Linked DNA regions of Rattus norvegicus: region 2 is linked to region 1. A link is a contact called in public Hi-C data. All regions are on one chromosome and are shown on one strand. The core of a region is the stretch at or near the end of the contact, and the rest is flanking DNA. Distances in the headings are between cores, read along the strand shown.

Region 1 (3,136 bases), core at 255-2,754:
CATTGCCAAGGCTACAGCACACCATGGGTTTGGGTTGTGTGCGTGTGTGTGCTTCACGGTGAGTCACTCTGGAAAGGGGTCCTAACCAGGCTAACAGCTCAAACACCTTCCTTGCTTCCAAACTCAAGGTCACCCTGGACAGCAAGAAAGCATGGTAGCTGGGACAAACCAGCCAGCTCTGGACATAAACCACTCGACTCTGTGTAGTTCCTGCTGTACAGCTGAAATGATAGCCATGCAGACCTTCAAGGGATTGGGACCCTCTACAGACAATGTCTGTCAGCCACGCCTGTTCCCTGCAGTGTGGTATGGTACTCTAGAGCCTTCTGTCCCATATGCATTCTTACACATATATGTGCACTTCCCCTAGGATCACTGCTTGCTTTACGAAGTGTGTATTTCTCACAATGTCTGAGCGTCATCTTCCCTGCTCAGTTGAGTCCTGACTCCTTACAAGATGGCCGTCTAAGTCCAGGGGTCTATGCCTCAGTTGCTACAACTCCTCTAGCAAGGCCACACCTCCTAATCCTTACCAATCATCCACCAATTAGAGAGCAAGCATTCAAATGTATGAGCCAGTGGGAGCCATTCTCATTCAAACCACCAGAGAGCATGACTACGAATCTAGGGGCTGAGAGAATAGCCCAGACCAAGTTGTTGGAATGCTGCAGGGCTTGACGGGCTTGGATATGGAAGACTTTAAGAATGGGGTATTTGGGGGCACTGGCTCAGTGGACAAAGTGCTTGCTATGCTAGAATGAGGACTGGAGTTGGATCCCCAGCACCCACGTAAAAAGCCAGGGTGGCACAGTGCCCACCTGTAATCCCAGCACCCTGGAGCAAAGCTGGCTGCCAACACTAGCAAGCGCTGGGTTCAGTGAGAGACCCCACCTGAGTAAAGAAAGTGGGAAGTGATTGAGAAAGACATCTGACATCAACCTTTGGCTTCTGCACATGTGTGTGAACACATAGTTACATGCATACATACATACACACACACACACACACACACACACACACAAGGTGCATACACATTCCAGAGGAAGAGGAAGAGGAGGAGGAAGAGGAAGAAAAGGAGAAGGGGAAGAGGAGGAAGAGAAAAGAAGAGAAGGAGGAAGAGGAGGAGGAAGGGCACCATTTTAGTTAGTCAAGACAGTCTCATGACTTCCTAGTCACCTCTTTTTGCCAGTAGTTTAAAGTGTGAAACTTCAAAAGCTTGATTTGAAAGAGACCCTATTTTGAATCTGAATGGCACACAAATTAGAATCTGGATTTAAAGCCTACTGGTAGAGGAGATCAGACAGAGGGAAATACTCCCCATGCCACCGTGTCAATCCTCCCTGGAGAGAAACAGACTCCCAAGGCAGAGTTCTGTGATGTCTCTCAGAGGCTGGATTTAATCAAGAACATCTCAGTTGGTGGTCAAGAACCTTTGAGGGTTGTGATTTGGCATTAAACTGGCCTCAGGGACCGTGGAAATTCCACACTTGACACATCTGCTCTGCTGATATCTTACGAGAATTGGAAGACTTTGGAAAGCTTGGTCAGCTGTCCTGTGGTATGAGGTGCTTTTTAAGACCCACTCAATATCCCTTCCAAGACACAACTGGAGTCAAAACCTTGCTTGGATTGAGAGAATGTTCATTGAAAGACATGGCTCACTAGCTGCCAAGGTAGCCCGTGGGCATGAAGAATGGGGTGGCTCAGCCTTTTCAATGAACAAAGGGAAGGCAGGGCGATTGACAGCTTTTGGTGAAAGTCAAAGAAACTTCCCAGCAGAGTCATCCAGCAGCTTCCTCCCAAAGAGGGCTGGAGGGAGGGGAGTGAGTGGCGCTAGCCAACTTCAAGAACCTCTCCTAAAATGACTTTTTTTTTTTTTTTTTTTTGTCTACAGAGAGGCTTGTCCATTTTATGGCTGCTGAGAACTGACTGATGACGCTCCCTTCCCTGTAGATGCATTAGACTCTCGTCAGAAAGGGTGCTGACTGGAGGGGCACCTCACCACGCATGTCCTACGTCGTAATTCTCAATAGCTGCAGCCCCAGCCCCGCTCACTGCTTTCCGTAGTGTGGCCATTCTGACTCTGTAGCTCCAGCGTAGGAAACAAAGTCTTGTCTGTGCATGAATCCAGCTGAACACATCTGGTCCATGTTGGTCAACTTGAATAAAAGCCCTAGGCCTGCATCACTGGCTTGTAACTCCGCTCAGTGGAATACATCTCAGCAAGTCTATCTGTGCCTCAGTTTCCTTACCTGTTATGACAACGATGGGGCCCGGGGGGAAAGAACGCCCAGTCAATAAAGTGCTGGCCACAAAAGCATCAGGACTAGGTAGGATTCAGTTCCCAGAACCCACAACGGAAGGCCAGTCATGGTGGCACTTGTTTGAGATGACAGTTCTGGGAAGGCATTGATGCATGGAACCCTGTGGCCTCTTTCTCCAAAGCCCCACTCCTGGAAGGTACCTGACCTTGTTCACAAGTGACCTTGCTTACAAGTGTCTATGGCCTAAGGTGGGAAAAGCTAGGATGATGACTACAGCCACAGGGTGTAGAGTTAGAGAGGTCCTTCATCAGAGAGGTCCATGGAGACATTCTTAGCCATGAAGAGTGTCACTACCTCACTTGTCTCTGTGGAGGAGTAGTGCCCACCTCCAGGGGCACAGAGTGAGGCTGGGCAAGGCCTAAGTAGAACCCTAAACCCTAGGCCAAGATTGTAGTGCCTTCTTGATGTCTGGGCACCATCTAGTGTTGAGTAAGAGTAACTGAACCTCTATCATTGCAGCCATGGATATAAACCACAGGTCTGTCATACCTATGGGCTCCAATCAGAGCAATACCTCTTTGTAGGCATGGCTCCTGGGCCATGGTCCCTTTGTGACAACCCAGAGGTCAGGTTCCACTGCCTTTTAGGGGAACAGGAGCCCGCTCTCTGAATTCTTCAGCAACGTGTGAAGTCAGAAGTTCCAGATTCTACTTCCAAGGCTCCTCATAGCCCTGAGTGTGAGGACCTGAGCCCCTGTCAAGAGTTCTCCTCTTCTTATTTTTAACTTATTTTACTCCACGGATCCCCAGAGAAACAGCAACAGAAGATATAAAAGACAGGACGGGCAGCCCTGCGTTTGGCCGTGCATATGT
Region 2 (3,249 bases), core at 162-2,661, 190 kb before region 1:
CCAGGACAACTTCCCCATTTTAAGGTCGACTGTTGGCAACTTTCATTCTATCAGAATTTGCTCCCCTCTGCTGTGTGATAGGACCGTTCACAGAATCCTGGGATTATAGCCTCTTGGTGGGCATTGTTCTGTCCAACCACAAAACCACAGTGGTGTGTATTTGACATTTTAGTCACCTGTCTTAATACCCTGGATCCTAATACCCAACTCAACCCCCACCAGCCACCTTACATGATGAACCCATGGTCATAGCCTTACATGATGAACCCATGGTTATAGCCTTACATGAGGAACCCATGGTCATAGCCTTACATGATGAACCCATGGTCATAGCCTTACATGAGGAACCCATGGTCATAGCCTTACATGATGAACCCATGGTCATAGCCTTACATGAGGAACCCATGGTCACAGCCTTTCATGATGAACCCATGGTCACAGCCTTACATGATGAACCCATGGTCACAGCCTTACATGATGAACCCATGGTCACAGCCTTACATGATGAACCCATGGTCATAGCCTTACATGATGAACCCATGGTCACAGCCTTACATGATGAACCCATGGTCACAGCCTTACATGATGAACCCATGGTCACAGCCTTACATGATGAACCCATGGTCATAGCCTTACATGATGAACCCATGGTATAGCCTTACATGATGAACCCATGGTCACAGCCTTACATGAGGAACCTATGGTCACAGCCTTTCAAGATGAACCCATGGTCACAGCCTTACATGATGAACTCATGGTCACAGCCTTACATGATGAACCCATGGTCACAGCCTTACATGATGAACTCATGGTATAGCCTTACATGATGAACCCATGGTCACAGCCTTACATGATGAACTCATAGTATAGCCTTACATGATGAACCCATGGTCACAGCCTTACATGATGAACCTATGGTCACAGCTCTTTCCATTTTGTTGGTCCTGCTCTGTTGGGGAATCTCTACCAACAAAACTTAGTTTTTACTAGCCCATGGGTTTTCTTCCTTCCCTGGTGATTTCTCAGTTTATTTTTTGTGGTTTCTACAATTTCTGAAATCCTAGGCACTCTGCAGCTTCACCTCCTCTGCCCCCGCTGCCCCATGCTCCTTTGAATTTGGAATGATTAATAAAAGGCTCAAATGTGAACTCTTTAAGTGAGGATAGTACGGTCCAGTGGTCCAGCATATGTTTAACATCTGAGAAGCCCTGGTTTCATCCTCCACAAATAAACTACCCACCTCAGCTTTATAATAAGCAGAAACAGTGGCTAATCTTTAAAGCACCGGAGTTGACGGTTATAGAATTCCTCAGCTCAAATATTAAAGGGTTTAGTAAGCTCTCAGGAACAGACAATTCCCAACCACAGACTCCACCAATGTCGATGTCAAGAGTCACATGCAGGAGGACTCTCTGCGAGTGGTGAGCTCAGATGAAAGCCATGCTATGCTGGAGCTTGGGGAAGCATACCTAAGTGTCCCATGCATGGATAGCCACATTTTTCCTTCCCAAAATAATTACCCTTTGCACTTTACTAGCGCTGATTACAGGAAAAGCACGCCCCATGGAAGCTTGGGGAAACGTGGTGTTGGCTTACTCATTCGTTCCCTGAGTGCTAATGTGGGCCTCTGGCATGGCTGCCGGCTGCTTGTGTGTGGCCTGGCCTCTGCTTCAGTCCAGGGAGCATGTGTTTGTCTTACATGTCTTAAAGCTGCATGTAGGTAGGTAGAAAGAAAGAAGGAAGCCAGTGTAAAGACCCCCATATCAGACGGTCCCCAGAAATGCCTCTTGTGATGGATACACGTGTAATGGATAATTGCGGGCGTCAACCTGACTGGATTAAGAAATACCTGGAAACCTGCAGAAGCATTATTTGGGGTGTGTCCGTGAGAGTGTTTCCAGAGGGAGTGATACTCTGCTCCTCCTGTCCCTGGACTCTGAAACTCCAGACTACAGTCTTTGGACCTAGAATTTTCAACTCTGGTCCTAGCAAGCTACTGGTAACCCAGGGCTGCTTCTTGCTAATAGATAACCAGTCACAGGGTTTTACCAGTTCTTGAATCTCCTCATAGATTTCCTTTCACCTATTCTCTCTCTCTCTCTCTCTCTCTCTCTCTCTCTCTCTCTCTCTCCTCTCTCTCTCTCTCTCTCTCTCTCTCCTTATTAACTATCTCTATTTACAATTTTTACCTACCAATAATCTATTATCTATCATTATATTTCTCATCTATCAATGGATCTATTTTCAATCTCTGTTTCATGTATCAGTCTATTATCTATTTATCTACTTATTTATCTGTCAGCTATCTGTCTATCATCTATCTATCCATCAATCATCTATCTGTCTATCATATGTCTATCTACCTATCTATACACCCTGCTGGCTCTATCTGAGCCCTTCGTTTTCATGAAGTGTCATCCAAGCCCATGTTTCATGTCCCTGAGTAGTGTATCTTACTTTTTAGGCACATTGTCTGTCTTTCTGTGCATGCTGTCACCCACTAGATGCTGGCTTCCCCACTTCACGCTCCTGCTTACTGGTCTCCATACCACCCCCATGGGCACTGTTTATGATCTCACTAGTAATTGAGTTTGTCATAAAACAATGGTTCTGTCAGTCATTATCTCACCTTTTTGTTTTTTATTTGCTTTTTTTTGTTTTTTTGTTTTTGTTTTTGTTTTTGTTTTTTGTTTTTGTTTTTTTTTTTTTGTGCCCCATGGATTTTTCTTGCCAAGCACGTTAGACTCTTCCAACCTACCCTATCTATCTTGGCATTCCTTTCATGAGAGAAAACTAACATCCTATTGCTTAAGCCATTGCAATCTGGAGTGTGCTGCTGTTTGCAATCTAGCTCATCCCTCTGGCCTCATTTTCTTCTCTTTTTTTTTTTTATTGCTATGCTTTTCCACCCTGGGACTGCCTGCGTGTGAGCATCCCCCGGGGGATCGTGCAAAAGCTACAGGGAAACCGTACTTGTGAAAGTCATTGGCAAGCTATGATGCTCAGCACTAAAGCAAAGTAGGGACGTCATCACTACGCAGACACCTCTGGAGGGGGAGAGGGAGGCTCAGGGGCTCGAGGGACCTTTCGAGAAGCCTCATGAGACTTATGGCCCTATCATGCTGGTCCTTGGCTTCCCACATGCCTCACACTATGTCCCTTGGCCATGAAGTCTCCATGTCCTAGCATTCTGCCCTGCCTCATTCAGATTCTGACCTTTCCCACAAAGTGCATCAGGGCAGTTTAACT

What was found. Hi-C and Micro-C count contacts between places; a contact is called where the count stands out from the background.
Region 2: a contact with region 1 is called in a Hi-C map of the Rat2 cell line, with 3 times the contacts expected there. The contact joins two enhancer-like sites. A contact is called at or near these places in 2 of 12 Hi-C or Micro-C datasets (the Rat2 cell line and Schwann cells).

The regions. Positions count from the first base shown.
Region 1 is chr9:96,511,534-96,514,669 of GRCr8, reverse strand. LOC102554187 (a long non-coding RNA gene) reads left to right here. Exons shown (of 2, transcript XR_594483.4): 2 at 1,895-2,231. Among named protein-coding and RNA genes, the nearest start is that of Spp2, 58 kb to the right of the region's middle. Within about 2 kb of position 1,504, at least 2 of the 93 cell types and tissues checked have an H3K27ac peak or open chromatin away from gene starts, as enhancers often do.
Region 2 is chr9:96,698,808-96,702,056 of GRCr8, reverse strand. No RefSeq gene overlaps it. Among named protein-coding and RNA genes, the nearest start is that of Arl4c, 51 kb to the left of the region's middle. Within about 2 kb of position 1,411, at least 8 of the 93 cell types and tissues checked have an H3K27ac peak or open chromatin away from gene starts, as enhancers often do.